Regions from separate parts of the Gossypium hirsutum genome. Here region 1 is linked to region 2. The links are chromatin contacts, called in public Hi-C maps. All regions are on one chromosome and are shown on one strand. The core of a region is the stretch at or near the end of the contact, and the rest is flanking DNA. Distances in the headings are between cores, read along the strand shown. Region 1 has its middle 24 kb from the start of LOC107900942. Region 2 holds the start of LOC107900936 (NDR1/HIN1-like protein 6).

The links. A called contact is a pair of places that touch in the nucleus more often than the background predicts.
Region 1: a contact with region 2 is called in a Hi-C map of leaf, with 5 times the contacts expected there. The contact joins the enhancer-like site here to the promoter of LOC107900936 in region 2. A contact is called at or near these places in 7 of 34 Hi-C or Micro-C datasets (hypocotyl, leaf and seedling).

Annotation. Positions count from the first base shown.
Region 1 is chrD08:49,531,275-49,533,974 of Gossypium_hirsutum_v2.1, reverse strand. No RefSeq gene overlaps it. Among protein-coding and RNA genes, the nearest start is that of LOC107900942, 24 kb to the right of the region's middle. Within about 2 kb of position 1,439, at least 3 of the 9 cell types and tissues checked have an H3K27ac peak or open chromatin away from gene starts, as enhancers often do. A contact at or near this core is called in leaf, where this site is marked.
Region 2 is chrD08:49,774,208-49,776,907 of Gossypium_hirsutum_v2.1, reverse strand. It overlaps LOC107900936 (NDR1/HIN1-like protein 6), which reads right to left and starts at 1,412. Exons shown (of 2, transcript XM_016826727.2): 1 at 336-1,412. The coding sequence starts at 1,048.

The DNA of each region.
Region 1 (2,700 bases), core at 190-2,689, 240 kb after region 2:
CTTTATATCTTCATCCTACATACTCAATTAAACTATATAAACACAACCTAAAACCCATGTCAGCCTATTGGGTTACAACACCTACAAAATGTGTTGAAAAATACTTATTTTATTAACTTTTAATTCTAAGGCCTAATTACCGAAAACGAAATATAAAATCCTAATTTCCATAGAAGACAAGCTCTTTAAATGCGAAATTGATCGTAATTAACTACTATACTTGATGACAAGTCAAATACCCCTTCACTTAAGTCTTTACTTGTCTTCAAGCAAACTACCCAAAATAAAAACTAAACTAAACTAAACTAAACTAAAACTGAAAAATAATAAATAAACATGCGAAGAAAAAACATGTACTTGAGCCGGCTTAATACACAAGATTGGATCGAAGCATTGACACTAGGAAGATTTGCTTAAATATATAACTCTAACTAGAAATTTAAACAATTCAAAGTTATTTACACCTAAACAGACTAGTGAAATAAATTACAAAGTAAACAAGTTAAAGAAAATTAAATATATTTCCCTATCAAAATGTATATACGAATATAGGATTTATTTTTGTAAAGTATAGTCAGTTCAAATATTCTTTTCTCCACTCGATTTATTTTTATCCATTCTTTGAACTCTAATGCAGTAATATTTCAATGATAACCCTTATTACATTTTTTTTACGTGCCAACATACTAGAGATTTTTCTCGGGCACTTCTTATAAGGGTTATACTAGTCATACCGCACTTTTTTAATAACCATTGATTTTACCGAGTATTTTCTATTTAATTTGAGCCTCCTGTATTTCTACAAATATAATTACCTATGCATATCTACCTTTATCACTTGGTACATTTAATCTCTTTTACCTATTTACAGTGTAATAAAATGAACTAATTAGTCTAAATAAAAATAACCTAAACTATTTAATTAGTCTAAATTTACAATTTAAACAAACTACCTAGGTATATTCTCCTAACCAATCACTTGTATTTCTACAAATTTCAAGCACAAACATGCAATTAAAAGGAAAATTAAAAAATAAAAACAAGGAAAAGAAAATAACTAAAAAGAAACTTTTTAAAATCTTCTTACGTCACCCCCTACACTTTATTTGGTGTGAAACTAAAATTGTAAGAGAAAGATGTTACCCGATTCGTGTGGTAAGTGCATCGTAATTTGTAGCATTATTCCTCTTTTTAGTTTTAGCTCACAATTGTAGTGTCGACAAAATTTGTGGGGTTCCTACAAAGAGAAATAAATGCACAGAAACATATATATTGAAAATTCTAAGTCAGACTTAGAAACTGACTCCTCCATCATCTAATAAAAATATACAAAAATCCAAATATATAAATTTTCAACATTAGTCAGACTTAGATACTGACTCCTCTATCATCTGGCCCTTGCCTCTATCGCGTCTCGCTGATGCTTTCGTTGCCCACCTTCTCGAAGTTTAGGCTGGGCTATGTTGGCTCGGGTGGTGGATCACCATGCCTCTCATCGATGAGCGATCTAGGTGACATACCTGCTCATAGTTTGATGGTACGATAAGGATGTCCTCCATTTCGTCCTCATCTTCCTTATCATCATCGTCACCCTCTTGGGCTGGTGGTGGGAACCTCTCGAACATGCAGGGAGTGGCACTGCTGTGGGCCATCCATTCTGTTTCACAATACGGATCAAAATGTCTCTCATGTCCAACATCTAATAGGTCTGCCACTCTGATATCGGTATATCCGTGAGGTTTGTCTCTGATATCACGATTCTGCTTGCACTAAAGCTCAATAAACTGGTCGTATAAGTTATCCCCAATCACGCTCCAGGCGGGTCTTGTAAATAGCTTGATTGGTGACATGGGGACGTCAGCATGGCGACATATGAAACTGATCAGATGTGGGAAGTACATACTCTATTTTTGATGTCGCATGCAATTGAACATCTCATCGTATATCCAGTGGCCTATGTAAATTTCATCTCTATGCAAAATTGAGTAAAGCATAACCGCTCGATAGGTGGTAACATCAGGCACGTTATAAGTCGGCATGAGACTAGTGCAAATAAACTGCATCCACACCTTGGCCATCCGAAACATAATGACCTTGTTAAACTTAACGGCACCTTGAAGTTGGCTTGGTGAGTCACTCATCCCTTGCTTCCACATCAATTGGGTCTTTATATCTTCATCCTACATACTCAATTAAACAATATTAACACAACCTAAGGCCCATGTCGGCCTATTGGGTCACAACACCTACAAAATGTGTTGAAAAATACTTATTTTATTAACTTTTAATCCTAAGGCCTAATTACCGAAAACGAAATATAAAATCATAATTTCCATAGAAGACAAGCTCTTTAAGTGCGAAATTGACTGTAATTAACTACTATACTTGACGACAAGTCAAATACCCCTACACTTAAGTCTTAACTTGTCTTCAAGCAAACTACCCAAAATAAAAACTAAACTAAAATTGAAAAACAAGAACTAAACATGCAAAGAAAGAACACGCACTTGAGCCGGCTTAAGACACGAGATTGGATCGATGCATTGACACTAGGAAGATTTGCCTAAATATATAACTCTAACTAGAAATTTAAACAATTCAAAGTTATTTACACCTAAACAGATTAGTGAAATAAATTACAAAGTAAACAAGTTAAAGAAAATTAAATATATTTCCCTATCAAAATGTATATACGAATAT
Region 2 (2,700 bases), core at 163-2,662:
TTTTTAATTTTATGTTTGTTAGATGACATTTTGGGAGGGTGCTATGTGGCACCATTCGATCCGCTAGCAATGTCACAATTAACACAAATTAATAGTGTTGGTGCAGAGATACCAACTTGATTGATAGAATATCCAAAAAAATTTAGGAACTAGCTAGGTAGAAATGAATAAGTTCAGGGGCCCAGTTTTATATTATCCCTATTATAAAAGAAAAGCAACCAATTATGTAAAATTAAAATAGGTACTAAATATCCAATTTAAACTTAGTAGAGGGATGGAGACCACAATTTGACCTTAAAAATAATGAAAATGGAAGAGTTTAACGTCGTGTTTACCATCTTAAGGTGTGGATGAGGCAGTTAGGCATATCATCACCGTCGAGCTGTTTCATGGTGATTCCTTTACACTTAACGGTAACCCCCAACATGCCAGTCTTCAACCCCGCCACACCCACTCCAACTTTCGTCCGAGCCGCCACGTTCACCGCCAAACTCTTCGATTTGTACCCACTCAGAAGCCTATTCGCCAACGTATTATCCACCTGCTTGTTGCTCGCCTTCGTCTCCACTTTCAAGCTAGTCGTGTTTTGTTTCCTCGACGTGAACTTGGGCACCTTCGCCGTCCCGAGCTCAGTCTCGTCCTCGCCTTCTCCGACGCTGATGTCGACCGCCGTATCGCCGTAATAATACGTCATCTTCCCGTTGGGATTCCTCACTTCCATTACCGTCATCGTCGTGGCGTCGAGGTAGGTACCGTCGGGTGTTTCTGTGACGTTGAAGCGGGGGATTTGGAATGACCGGACGTGGAAGCGTGGTAATTTGGGGTTGACCGAAAAGTAGAAAACGGCGGCGAAGATGATGATCAGGGCAATCAAGATCGAGAAAGAGATGCAGAAACAGCAGCAACAAACACTGCCCTTCTTTTTCTTGGGCCGGAAAGATGGCGGAAGAACCGGCTTTCGCGGCGGCGGTTTAAACCCAGCGGGCGAGTTAGGGTCATTGTATCCGGGTGGCTTGTTGAGGGCCGATGGAAATGGAGCGTCGGACATCGCTTGTATGTAAAAAATGATTCTATCGTGGACTTGGATTAAAAAAGAAAATAAAAAGGTGGCTTATTTACGTACAATTATCTGTCATTGTAAGTGAGAATTAAATTGCTTTGAAAATTGAAAAGAAGACAGAGCAAGCAAAAGGAGAAGAATGTGAAGGATGTTGGTACTTGTTTCAGTTACTTGGTTTGGATCTATTTAAACAAGTTATTAAATGGCCCCACCCAAACACTTGTACATATGCATGTCAACAACAAATGTAATTCATATCAAACAATTAACTTCAATTTCTTCTATTGCTTTTCAGATTTCAGTCATAGAGTCTAAACTATATCTGTCCATGGGCCGGGTTTGGGCCGGGCCCGGAAAAAATTTTGGCCCGACTCTTAGGCCCGGCCCGGCCCGACCCGACCCACCCGATTTTTAATAAACACAAAAAAAATATTTTAAAAATAAAAAAAATAAAAAATATATATTTAAAGTATTTTAAAATTAAAAAATAAAAAAAAAATATTTATTATATTCGGGCCGGGTCGGGCCGGGCTTGGGCCAAAAAAGTTGAGTCCGAGCCCGGCCCATTTTTTAAACGGCCTCATTTTTTTGCCCAAGCCCATATTTCGGGCCTATATTTTTACCCGAACCCTCCCATATTTTGGGCGGGCCGTCGGGCTGGGCCGCCTGGCCCATGGATAGGTCTAGTCTAAACGGTAGCAATTAAAAATTCTGTTAAACTCTATGTACTTCTATATTATGCATACATTTATAGATATAATCTGTAATATCCCAAAAATCGGGTTAGAAAAAATTAGGTTTATGAAATCAAGAGTGGTTACATCTTAATTTTGAGTTAGGATTGTGAAAATGTTATTATGTAAATTGATCTGGTTTAGTGATTAAGTATTTAGTTGTGTGCTTGAGGTCTTGTGTTCAAATCATTTTCTTTGGAATTTTTGTTCCTATCTCTATCTTTAGATATTTGACTTAAATTTAATTCCCGCACAAGTTTTGAAAAGAATAAGTTTGTTGATTTAGTGGTAAGGTTTTTCTCGCGTATGTTTTAAACTCTGGGAAAAATCTGATGTGGATAATGATAGGAGTTAGTGGGGTAGTTGTAAAAAAATAGTGGTGACGTATTTTCCCCTAAATTTTCTCCCTCAACCGTCCAACTCTCCACTCTCCACTCTCCCTTCACTCTTCGCGTTTTTTTTTTGTGTTTTTGTATCAATTTCATGTTTTTTCCTTTTTTTCTTTGTTAATTTCTTCTTCTGTCGCCCTCCCTATTTCATTTAGCTTTTTTCTTTGATCTTCCTTCTTGTTCTTGTTATTCTCGATTTTGTTGCCTCTTTGCCAATTAATTTATGACGACTGTGTGTGGTAAGTATTTCAGAATTAGATTTGTAAGTTCGTCGTGGGTAATTCTTCGTATGTTTGCTTTGAGTGTTTTATATCGTTGTGACGTTGAAATTAACGGTTATTTTGTAATGTTGGTTAGGCGGGGAACGTGAATTTTTGGATCCTCCAGTGAATTGAACTTCTATTGGCTATTGTTTTGCAAAAGGTAAGTGATGAAAGTGTTAATTAAGGGCTAGTTTTGTTAGTTCGTATTAATGGATTGGTTGCGTTCGAGTTAGTGGACGGATTTAGTGCGAGAC